Regions from separate parts of the Zea mays genome. Here region 1 is linked to region 2. The links are chromatin contacts, called in public Hi-C maps. All regions are on one chromosome and are shown on one strand. The core of a region is the stretch at or near the end of the contact, and the rest is flanking DNA. Distances in the headings are between cores, read along the strand shown.

The links. Hi-C and Micro-C count contacts between places; a contact is called where the count stands out from the background.
Region 1: a Hi-C map of bundle sheath shows a contact between it and region 2, with 3 times the contacts expected there. The contact joins two enhancer-like sites. A contact is called at or near these places in 2 of 25 Hi-C or Micro-C datasets (bundle sheath and tassel).

The regions. Positions count from the first base shown.
Region 1 is chr1:66,603,812-66,610,271 of Zm-B73-REFERENCE-NAM-5.0, reverse strand. No RefSeq gene overlaps it. Among protein-coding and RNA genes, the nearest start is that of LOC103635822, 30 kb to the right of the region's middle. Within about 2 kb of position 1,776, at least 19 of the 20 cell types and tissues checked have an H3K27ac peak or open chromatin away from gene starts, as enhancers often do. A contact at or near this core is called in bundle sheath and tassel, where this site is marked.
Region 2 is chr1:66,367,612-66,373,842 of Zm-B73-REFERENCE-NAM-5.0, reverse strand. It overlaps LOC103635831 (5-pentadecatrienyl resorcinol O-methyltransferase), which reads left to right. Exons shown (of 3, transcript XM_020547138.2): 2 at 915-1,031; 3 at 1,470-1,772. The coding sequence ends at 1,772. Among protein-coding and RNA genes, the nearest start is that of LOC103635831, 9.1 kb to the left of the region's middle. Within about 2 kb of position 2,757, at least 17 of the 20 cell types and tissues checked have an H3K27ac peak or open chromatin away from gene starts, as enhancers often do. A contact at or near this core is called in bundle sheath and tassel, where this site is marked.

The sequences.
Region 1 (6,460 bases), core at 527-3,026, 240 kb before region 2:
TCTGATCAAAATTGTATGAGCATTTCACCAAGTTGCTGGATTAGTCCACCGCCGTTATAGACGATGTCATAAAATAAGACCCACAGGTTGACTGTAAAAAAATTGATCAAGCAATTAAAACTAGATGGGAAAGAAGAGGTGGAGAATGACGACAACGAGGGGACTAGTATTTATCATTTTTTATGAACTATGTCATTTTTATTTTATTTACTTTGTTTGATTATGTAATTTTTACTTAATTACATGATCGAATTATATTTTCCCAATCTAAAAAGAAAAACTGATGGAGCATCGAAGTTGTTGCAGCCTGATGGTAAATGCTATATATTAGAGCGCTACAGTAGATAAGAGCTAATGATGGTCGATAGCGGAGTCCATAATGTGATCAATAGCTGAGCAAGGTTAATAATATAACTCATAGCAAGCTATATTGGAGTCTCACTTTCAGCTGGCTATTAGTGAACAACACACTTTCTCTCTCCATTTTATCTTCATTCCATGTCACCATAAATTTGACATGAGATGCCTTAGAGTCTGATTACATCATTATACTTGCTCTAGTGCGACTAAGAGCATCTCCACTAGTTCGTAAAAAAAGACTTTCTAAACTCAGATTTAGCATGTCGCTAAACACATATTGGAAACAAAATCAACCATAGTCTCCAACAGTTCCCAGTTCCTAGGTTATTAAATATTTTTAAATTAGGATAACTCGATTTTTCTAGTTATTACCTGTAACTTCAAATTAGGTTTTATTTGTATGATAACGTTTAATAATAATCGTTCTTCTCTTTATTGATATTTTTCATTCTGTTGTGAATCGTGGTTGGTCATTTTTCTCTAAATTTTTGGATGGGTCATCTTCAGACTTGTCAGATGAGGATGATGAATCCATCTTTTTCGCAACTCATACAATTCAAAGTGCATTTCTTGTACATAGTGCAAATTTGATGCCGGACAAATGATTTTACAGTGTGATTGACGCGCAAAATAGGCTATTGGAAATTTGGAAGTGTGCGAGAGGTCCCCAAGTTTAAGGACTAAATAGGGATATTTTAGGTAGTTTGTATACTTAGTGAAACTCTCTCTATATCTCTCCTTATAATTGCACTGTCATGTCACCAAGCATGGTGATGTGTCACCATATTTAATGAGTATGAAACTCCCGTTGAGAATTGCACTCTCATTGATGATCCACGCAACTCCCATTGAGAGTTTTATGGGAGGTGATAGGGTTTTATGGGGACGGAACTCTGCGGTTGTTGAAAGTTGATGTGGCGGTATTGGAAATTATAACCGAGAATAGACTAAGAATGTCTCCAATATAGTGTGGAAAATCGGGGACACGAAACTATAGATAATACCACTGTTTGTAGAGAATTTTTTTAAAATAATGTATGATATTGGGGATATACTAGAGATAGTCTAATACTAGTTAAAATCGCTTGAATTAAATTCAGCCTTAAGTTGGATCGGCATGGGTAGTTGCGGGGGTTTGAACTCCACGTGCGGGATTCCATGTCTCCAAGGCGGCGCCAGCTGGTCGTGCCCACGGCATTTTCTTCCAAATGACGCGGTGGGGGTCCGGCGGCCACGGCATCTGCAAACGGGCGATGCGGTCTCCTATTATCCTAGTACTAGTATCTCGCGCGGATCGGGACGGTTTAAGGGTCAGCGTCCGGCTCCCGCGGCGCGTCACGCAGGACGTTCGCGCTCGCTTGGAAATCCACATGGCCCGCGGGACCCAGCGAGCGGTGTCTCGTACCGCGTGCGCGCGTGAATGGTGTGGGCGCGGCGTTGGGTTGGGCACCGTGTGGGGCTCACCCGTCACGGGATACGCGCGGCGTAGGTGTTCCGACCTCAAGCGGACTGGATTTAGACTGGCGTACTGTACTTTAAATTGTAGATAAGATTGCCGTCCCCTCCTCTTTGCGACGACTGGATCCTCTGTGTATTAGAAAACTAGACATTATTAATTTTAATTTAAATTCAGAAGAGCAGTGTTATATAGGTGCGTATATGAATGTATCACTACTCGCATAAGTAATAAATATAAATAAAACATGGACAAGTACAACAGAAAGCACCCCTACGGAGGGACCGATGCTCAAGGTATCAGTGGCTCCATTCACACGAGACATCTCGTGTGTATGTTCGATGGAGTCGTACACAGTCGATGCAGGAATATATACGCCATGCAGTCCCTCGAACGGTCGCTGGAAGACGAACAACAGAAGTAGACGAAGCGCTTCTGGTCGAACGGATGAAGCAAGCAGTCACGAGTACGCTTCCAAAAAAACCTGATCGCACGCACACCCGTGCAAGTGTACCTCCACGGGCGGCGATTTCGGAGGCCTGCTCTCCCACTCTCTCTGTGCTCGCAGAAGGTGGGACGGGAACGTGCTGTTTACAATACGTGTAAGAGATCGCGCGTGTGTCCGGAAGAGCGTCCTCACCCTCGATTAATTCTTATACGCAACTAGAAGGAGAGGAGAAGGACAACAGACAGTAACAGTCGCGCCATTAGAACTAGAAACTGAGGAAGGTCATCATGACGGTCATCACTCCAGGTAAATGCGCATCCGTTTGAAAGAAATATTCGGACCAAGGTTCGATCTACCACAAGCCACGCCCGGCCGGCGGCGGAGGGCGCGCGCGTGTGGCACTGCTTCATTTTTCTCAATTTTCAATAGATGCGCAATGGTCCACCTATTTAAGTTGAATTATTTGTCCCTTGAACTTTCAACATGGTGCTAAATTATTAGTACACCATAGCATTAAAGTGGATCATTAGCATTGACTATTATTGAATATTAATTTGGTCCAAGCCCACGTTAAATCGACACTATATATAGTGTTTCTCTCTCATCTGCTCTATCCATTCGAATACTTTAAACAACCGGTTTAGCAAAACTAAAATATGTACAATACATTTGAGAGTATGAAAAATAGGTATGTACAAAAATTAAAAATTAAAAATATCTCTAAAATAAGTATTGCGTATAGAGAACGTAATTTAGAGGACGTTGTTGGAGAGGAAGAAGATATAGAGAATGGAATTTTTTAGAGCAGACTGTAAAGAACATATATAGAGGATAGAAATAGAGAACGTTGTTGGAGATAGTCTTTACGAGGTCACAGACAAATCAGCGTGGACCTTCCGTTTGAGTTGGTGCACAAATCAGTTTAAGGTCCCGTTTGGTTTGAGTGACTAAAGATTAGTCCATCCATTTTAGTCTCATTTAGTCCCTAGTTAGCCAAAGAGTGAAACTAAAATAAGAAGTAAACTGATTTAGTCTCTAGTCTCTCAAGGGATGACTAAAAGGGACTAAAACATATTAATTCCACCTTTTGTCTCTCATTTATTTCAGTTGCACTAATGGTGGAAGAATGTTAAGGAACATTTTAGTCTTCTTATGAGTGATTTAATACTGTCGAAGAGTAGATCTCCGGCCGGGTGGTGGAGTGCACCCGCCCTAAGTCCTGAGATGAGGAGGGGCTTAGGTGTTTCGCTTGATCGTTGGAGTGAAGGGGAAGAACACAAGAACACACAAGGGTTTAGAGTGGTTCGGGCCGCCAGAGCGTAATACCCTACTCCACTGTGAGATGTATTGCTTGAGAGCGTGTATGAGCTAGCGAGTCTGAGGTTGTGTGTGAAGTTGCCTAAAGATAGGACTGAGAGCCTGTCTGTAACGTCGCATGCCTCCCCTTTTATAGCTGAAGGGGGGTATGCACAAAGGGACTGGGCCCCGACATGTGGGCCCAGGGACATAAAGAATATAGTGCTTGAAGCCTACTAATGTCTGTTGCCGAGACAATCTTCTTGTGCCCTGGCGCCCAAGTCTCCGTATCCTCGGCGTGCAGGGGAAGCTTCTTGTAGAAGAGAAGACGAGTATAACGCGTCGCTCGGTACGGGCGCACTGTTTGCCAACAGACCCAGCAGGCACGCCGCCTGCTGGATGACCTTGACTCCGCCTGCCAGCGGATGGGATGGGACGCAATAAATGATGAAAGGGCACGTCGCCCGTCAGTGTAGTGGCAGGCGGCGCGTCCTTTCCTCAATAAATGCAGGGGCTGCACAACTTTACGTCAGGCTCGGCCCGATAGCTTATGTCATGGGCCACAAGCAGCGGGCCTCCGCCTGAGTGGGAAGTGGAGAGCAAGGCCCGGACACGTGTCAGCACCAGACCCCTGCTCATACCAGGGTCCTCCTTGTTCTGGGATCCTGCTGGGGTTCGGACCTATCCGGAGGCTCCAGACTTATATGTATAGGGGTTCGGTGTCCTTTTGTGGTGGTTCGGACTTACTGGGATATGTTGTCTCTCCTTGCCATGTGACGCCCTTTGTCTTGCCCATGTGGTGGGGTCAGGCGCCATCCCCCGTGTGGCTAGGAGTCGTCGCATGGGTGCGGCGTCTTCATGCTATAGAAGAGGGTACCCCTGATTTAGGGTACCGACAGTGGCCCCCGGGCCCGCCTCAGGGGAGGATGCGAGCCTGCAGGTGGGACCAGAGTCTGGTTGGTGGTTGGACCGCTGCTCCCGCGCGCCTGTTGCGACAATTACTGCCGGCTCGCCTATGGCCTTGCCAACTGCTGCGCCTATTCCCACGGCTGACTGACCCGTGACCATCGTACTTAATGGCACTGTTGGGCCATGCGCGGGGCTACCTCGAGTCGTTGCACTGGTTCTGAAAATTTTACCTTTTCGGACTCCCGTGACGGCCCCGAGAAGACGTGGCATTGGTGCAAGCGGCGGTGCGGTCCTTTCGCACACGGTAACCGGCGCGCCGGTTGTATGACATGTGGGCCTGGGCCCCCGACTTGGACCGCCAGTTGCAGTGGAGCTGAGGGGGCGCACAGCTGCGGGACGGTTGTACGCTTCTTATGCGACGGTTCGCCCTTTTTGACCGCTGGATACGGCGAAGATGAAGGGGCACTTTAACCATGGGGCGGTTGCATGCCCCTTGCACGGCGGTTCGCCTTCCTGACCGCTGGTTACCCCAAAAATGAAGGGGTGCGTAACCGCAGGGCAGTTGCACGCTCCTTCTTTCGGGTTAGTCCATACAACATGTGGGGCCTGGCCCCCGTGTCATAAGGTGGGATCCTTGGTGCACGTCGGGGGAGACTCCACCTGTGACGCTTCAGGGGCGCGAGTGGGGGGGGGGGGGGTCTTCTTTTAAAAAGGGGTCGATCTCCCGGGCAGTATTCATGCCTTGCTCCTCTTGCGACCATCGCGCCCTTTTGCCTTCTGGGCCTCTAGATGGGGTGCGCCGGTGTTCCCTGGAGGGATCCGCGTCAAGGTCGTCCCTTCCGGCGACTTCACCATCGAAGAGCGCGCGCTCGTGGTGGTGTCACCGGTCTTGTCTCCTTCTTGCTGCTGTTGGAGGGGTGTAACCCCCTGGGGGTTGTCATCCTTCCACCATCATTCGGCTTCAAGGATTTTCATCACGCAGCCCGGCTGCAGTCCCCCGTCGGTGGTCATCCAGAAGGATGACTACCAGCCTTGTGTTGGGGAGAAGCAAGCCGGGCTGCGGCCTCCCTCCTGCCCTCAGCTTCAAGGATGTTCATCATCCGTGCTGGGGAGGAGGGCGAGCCGAGTGGGAGCTTTGCCTTCCGCGTGGGCTGGCAGTCCGCTTCTTCCTCCAGCATTCGGGGGAGAAGGGCGTTCGCCGGCCTTGCGGAGGAGGTGAACTCTGGGTGCGCGGGGCCGGCCGTCTGTGGCGCCGTCAACTGCCGCGTGTCTGGCTCCCCGGCCTGGGTGGCTCTGGTGCCACCTCCGGCGCTGCCTCTTGCCGCTGGGGCGGAGCGTGGCTGCCCGTCCACCGTACGAGCGACGATCGCGCCGCGCGTGGGTTGGCCACATCCACGGCTTCTCCCATGTCGCTGGTCGCACCGGGGGGTCGTACAAGATGTCGTACGTCGTGGGGGCAGCGGCGGCGTTCTTGGATGGTCTTGTCCTCACTCCTGCAGTGAGGACGGGAGCGAAGACCTCTTCGTGCGCGCTGGTGCAGCCGTTGCCCATTGGTGCAGAGGTGGTCGCTGCCACTGGTGGGACTGATGTGGTCGCCTCCGCTGGTGAGGCTGCCCACTGCAGAGGTGGTTGCCTCCGCTGGCGAGACCGTCAGTGCCACCTGCCGCCGGACCTCTGGCCCTTTGGTTTTAATGGCCTCGCTGTTACCCCCGTAGGAGGACGGGGTCGAGGACCTATTCGCAGTAGCGCTCACCCTGAGGTGATCGCTGCTGTTGGTGAGCCGCTCGGAGCAGAGGTCGTTGTCGCTGCTGGTGCAGAGGTGGTCGCCGTCGTTGGTGGGGCTGTCCGGAGCCAGCTTCCGGCGCAACTCTTGCTGGTGCAACGTAGTTCATTCCTGCAGAAATGGAGCTGGGGTCCCACTTGTAAGGGAATGTAATGACATCTGCTTGAGAGCAAAATGTAATAACATATGTACGCAGGATTTTAGCCTG
Region 2 (6,231 bases), core at 1,508-4,007:
CAGGGGTGGCCAGCACAACAGTACCCGTGGATGCATGCACAGCCTCCTTATCACCATGGATCACAGGTGACGTTCCATGTTTAGTTTTATGCAAATAGTGACCAAACATAGCCAGTATAGGTATAGGGATAGCAAAACACAGCCTTATTTGAATGATTGATGAATTGCAGGGTTCAGCGTCACATGCTCAGGAGGGTGCTGTCAACGTCCACGACTTCCTCGTCCATGGTTCTGGAGGGAGTGGCCACCTTCCTGGTGGTGGAGGAGGGAGTGGCCAAAACTCTCATAGCCCGCAGGAGTGATTAGTGAGTAGTGAGTTTGTTTGAAACTATGGACTTATGGTATTGAAACTATGTATGGACTATGGACTATGGACTATTTGTATATGTGAATGTGTTTTGTGATATGTATATGTCAATGTGTTTTGTGATATGTATATGTGAATGTGTTTTGTGAATTATGTATTTTGATTGTGAATCTGTATATATGTGAATTGTGATATTGTGTATTTTGCTGTGAATTATTAATAGGTGCAGAAAAATCTGTTTTGGGGGGGGAACCATCAATTTTCGTCGGCCTCGGTGGTGGCCGACGAAAATATCCTGGGAACATATTTTCGTCGGCCATCAGCGGGCCGACGAAAATAGCCTGGGCGTATTTTCGTCGGCTTTCCCAAGGCCGACGAAAATAGTCAGTCCGACCAATTATTTTCGTCGGCCTCGGGAAAGCCGACGAAAATAGGTATTTTTCGTCGGTACCGACGGAAATAGGTGCCTATTTTCGTCGAACTTATTTTCGGCGGCTATTTTCGTCGGTCTGCCGACGAAAATAGTCTATTTTCGTCGGTTTAGGCTTATTTTCGTGGGCTTTTGGCCCACGAAAATTTACGTGTTTCCTGTAGTGCGCACGTCAAGTGCAGCGTGCTTGACCTCCCGCACGTTGTCGCCGGTGCTCCATCTGATGGCAACGTGCACTTCGTCGCAGGAAATATGTTTGAGAGTATTCCACCTGCAACCGCTGTTTTCCTCAAGGTACCATCCGTCGTCACTGCTGACTGCTAGCTCCCTCCTCCATTTCTCGTTGTATTTGCATTCTGAGATCCTTGTCAAACTTCAATTTTGACTATCCTTTTCTCTTGTCTTGGACAACTTGAGATTGTATTTTACAGTAAAGATATCTATGACAGGAACATGTGTAGTATAAAAATATATTTTATGGTACATTAGTGATACTAATTTAGCATCATAAAATACCAATGCTATATATTTTAGTAAATTTAACCAAACATAAAATGACAACTCTATAATTGAATTCAGATTATATTTTGTACGTAGGGGGGTCTAGATTTTTGTATAAACTTTTAGATGTAAATGTGATGCGTGCTATTATCATTGAATCCAAACACCAATAAGGACCCTTTTCTTCATTATCTTTCAATTAATTAATTTACTGAAATCTCTCTATGACAGAAAACTCTACATGACTGGGGTGACGATGAGTGTGTCAAGATATTGAAGAACTGCAAGCAAGCCATACCTCCACGGGATGCAGGTGGGAAGGTAATAATCTTGGACGTGGTAGTTGGATATAAACAGTCAAACATAAAGCATCAAGAGACACAAGTTATGTTCGATTTGTATATGATGGCCGTTAACGGAGTTGAGCGTGACGAGCAAGAGTGGAAGAAGATCTTCGCTGAAGCCGGATTCAAAGACTACAAAATTCTACCCGTCATTGGTGACGTGTCGGTCATCATCGAGGTCTATCCTTGAATGCTTTATTTGTGAATAATAAAGGGCGCCTAATTCATAATAAACCTAGGATTGTGAAGGCGCTGGTAGTACATTAAGAATTGTTCCTTTTTATTACCATGTGCTTGAACCTTTGGACAATTTGTAATATGAGAAGGTGAGCAATTGTGTTTTGTTAACATGCATGGTCTCTTGCATTGGTACGTGGTGCGCATTCTACGTGATGCAAAACGCTATGTGGTGCACGTTGGGCCGGTAGACATCTCTACTACGCGTCTACGCCGCCCTGGCCTTAATAGGGCAACATGCATGGAATGATGGAAGCCTTTGAATTCTTGTGTCGTGGCAGCAAATAGTGTTTGAGTTGCAGCTTTTGGATCTAGCTTTTCTAAAAAAGTTGCTGCTAGGCCTTTGACACTGAGAAGAAAAAGATAGCTTTTCGATAATGTTTTTAGCTTTCTAAACTCAGGAAGCTACATAAAACCTATAAAACCAGGCTGCTTCTCTTATCTGAGCTTTTGGCTTTCCAGAAGCTAAACTAAAAACCTAGCGGTTTGCATCAGTTTCCCGCTTTTTTCTACACGTACGGTAGGAAGCTGGCCTCAAACAAAAATGACAGTCCACTTGAACAACAAATTCCATATTTCACTCATAATCTCATTTTTTATTTTAGATTTCTCTCTACAAACAGTGTATATACAGTGTTATACATACCCACATATATATACCTCGTTGCTGGAGTTGGCCTCAGCCAACCAAATCTGGGGTCCGGGTCCGGGCTGCTAGATTTGCTCAGTCGCGTCGCGTGCAACGCGTGCCTCCAGAGCGCTCGCGTCCGTGACCAGACGAGGGCCCGCGGCTTTGGAGCCTTGCACGCGGAGGACGAGGTGTTGCAGTTCCAGTGGGATTTTACTTTCGCCCGCGCGCGGGGGCGAAGTGGTACCGTGGGGCCCGATGGCAGCTCCACAGGAAAAAGGGCAAAGGTAGACAGGCGTGGTCCACGCATGTCACATGGTGCAGTGAGTGTTCAGCGGTCGGTCAGGGTCAGGGTCAGGGTCAGGGACAGGGTCAGGGAGTTGGCGTGGGCGTCTGCGGTCTCCCATCGGGGGCGCGGATCGCAACGTGAGATGGCTGCTGCAATTTACTCCTATTTGCCAGTGAAAGAAACAGTCATGAGAGTAAATAGTCGAATGAGTTTGTATTGTTTTACGGTATATACATGACCATCTCCACTATAGTTTCTAAATATTGCCCTATTTTAGGGCTCGAAACCACAAAACACTCCTCCAACAATAGTTCTATTTTATAAATATTCATTAAACGATGATTATACTAGAGTTATATCCTCGTTTTCTCCTAACCTCCAACCATTTATTTCCTAATAACATAATTTATTTTTTAAATAGCATTATTTAAGGTCTAACCGTTGGAGTAGAAATTTCTTTTGTGGCACTAAACACTCTAAATACGGTCCTATTTCAATTTTTAGAACTCTATTTTAGAGTTTATTGTTGAAGATGCTCTAAAGGAACAAACCAGTTTTGAGAACACGTCGGTTTCGTCCATATGCACACAACATAGCTGTGAGGAAACTTTCTCTTCCAAAGGCCCTTAAAACACTAATCTAACAGTTACTTTCTAGCATGTTCTAAGTGAGGAAGGGTACGGAGAACACCTTCGGATGAACCCAACACAAATGCAAAGACTAAGGTATAAGCTTCGTTTCGATAACACGTGTACGTGATGGGTGAGCAAGCCAAGGCCATAAGAAGTCCACATGTTCAGCAAGGCAGCTATAGAAAAAGACAACACTACCCTCTATGTATTCGCTATTTCAAATGTATAAGCTTGAAGGCACAATTGTAATTTTACCGAAGTTGTATCATGCGACTATAAATAGAGGAACAGTGTCATGCATTGTTCACACTTTTTTGCTAGAGAGGGAGATCGCTCTGTCTACGAAGTTGTATTTCTCTCATCTTCCTCTGTAACTTCGCGCAGCTGAAGGTATACATGTAATCTTTTGTTAAATAATAAAAGAGGAGAGAGAATAACATCTTATGAGGTTGGATTGTGTAGTTTACCTTTTATATTGTGCATAGTTCATTATTAATATCTTTTACTTTCTTCCTCATTCACTTTCCATTTCTTCGTCCTTCAATAAACCTTCTCTCCGAGAAAGAAGAAATAAAGGATGAAGATGAAGCTCAATTTAACTGTGTTGCCTTGTTTTTGTACCCTAAAGGGATCAAAAGAAAGTGACCAACAATGGCCTTTACATCTTACGACACACGATGTGGGCGTCGTAGAATGCAAGACGGTCTCCACCAACGTCTGCTAAATTTCATCCTCTAAATTAATATTCCTATTATTTAAATTATACTCTAAAAGATTTCTTTTTCTATATCTTCTTCATCTCTAGCAACATCTTCTAAATTTGGTTCTCTATATCTACAATATTACTAGATATATGTATCTACAGGCACGTGCCAAAGAAATGTTTATTAAATATTTATAGACTGCTTGTCGTACGGACGGAGGACAGTTGCCACATTTAGCGTGTAGAAGGTGAACAACAAATCTTAGAGGATGCAATAGAGGTCGTTGTTGGGTGAGTAAAGTATGGGAATGAACACTAAATTTAGAGTTTAGGTCCACTTACGGTATATTGCTGAAGAGAGACTAAGAGGAACTACCATGTAACGATTGTACGAGATTGTTTACTACCATAATACTTTCCCTTAGGGATTGTTCGTTTGTGCTGCAATTCATCCAAGAATCATTCCAGCTCATCAAAGCTTATATAAATCAGTCACGCAATTCAGCTAGGAATCGTTCCGAGTGATAGTTCCCTAGTGTCGGTGTTTTGCGCTACTGGCACCTTGTTACTCAAAGCTCGTAGTAGGGGTTACAAGCGGGCGAGAGAGGGAGGATCTCACACGTCTCTTGTGCGTGGGTGGACCTAAACACTAAAGGACAGTAGTTCTAAGCTAAGCCTTGGATGTCATGGTAGCTCACGCCTTGGCTCTAGCCTTCGAGTCTTTTGGTTTTGTCGAGTGTGTGTGTCTGTCGTCTCGGGTGCATCTCTTCTTTGCATATGTGCCTCCCTCGTGTTCTGGCCGACCTCTCCCTTTTATAGGCCAAGGTGGGGTCAGCTATCGGTAGCTTCCCAAGGAAGGAGCTACTGCGCTGTGGTAAAATAGGACGTCTTACCCTGGTAAGGTCGTGTTTATCCATGCATGCCCTGGTCGTCTGGGCTTCCCTGGTCGTACTTTTTATGACATGTAGTGTGGGCGGTGAAGGGTCCCAGAGTCATCATTGTTGCCTCTATGCCGTGCGACCCCTTGCTGTCGTAGCCTGGGTCTCGGCACGCTCGTCGTGTTGTGGGGCGTGGAGGTGGCTAGCGCACTCAGGCTTCGGCTTTATAGATCATGAGTGGGTCGCATGCCTAGGGGTCCATAGGTTATGAGTGGTAAGTGGACCGACTCACCCTCTGTGGCTCAACGCCAGGAGTAGTTAATGTGGCACAAAGGGTCAGTCCAGATCATGTGTGAAATCCACTCGAGTGGCTTCCCCTCGATCCACCCGACCCCCCTTTCGGCTCCACCTCGCTCGACCCTCGGCTCAGTGCCTCGGGTTTATCCAGAGGCGGGTCCATCTGGAGTGGACCTTTCTCACGCCTTCCTACTCACTAGTGGGCCCTGGGAGGCCCATGGATCATTTCTCCAACAGTAGCCCTCGAACCCCCGAGGGGAGAGTGTCTCCCCTTGGGGCTTTTCCCAGGTAGGGCGTCGCTCACCCCAACCTTCTCAGTGTTCACACCCTCAGGAGACGGTATGTCCTAATTTAGGATTCCTCTGAGGCGGTCGTTATGTTTCTCGTTATAAGTGAGGGTGAGCGCCCACTTGTAAACATCCCATAATTGCTTGCTTTCCATTTCGCACCTCGAATGGGTTTTGATGGCGAGTTGATTGGCGGATCACGAGTCGGGAGGGAGTCGTGCTACGTTGGATTAGGGTGAGACTCTTCCTCGTCCGAGTATCACCCTTTACTATCTCTCTCTCGGTGATTCGGGCGCATGCCTTCCTTGTTGTAGGGTGCCCTTGCTTCCATCGTCCGAGAGGCATCACCCTCCATGGAGTCGTTGTGGCCAGGCCCGCTGGCTCCTCTTCCCCTCCCTTGGGAATCCCAGGAGAGTCATGACACCTTTTCGCTCGGTGCAAGAGGCCAGTGAGACTGAGGCTAGAGTGATTCGAGCTCAGCTCGCTGAATCCGATTGTCGCATGGCTGATAGGTTCCTACATTATAACCTTTCTATCCCCCTTGCGTTTTGACCCCTTTCATGTCTTCCTTTCCTTTTGCTCTGGAAGCTGAGCTAGAGAAGTTGCGCCATCAGGTGGGTTAGGTTGCAGAGTACGTCAAGGCCTGTGATTCGTCCTTGATGGAGTGCCTAGACAGTGTCATGTGCTGCGTTCGGGAT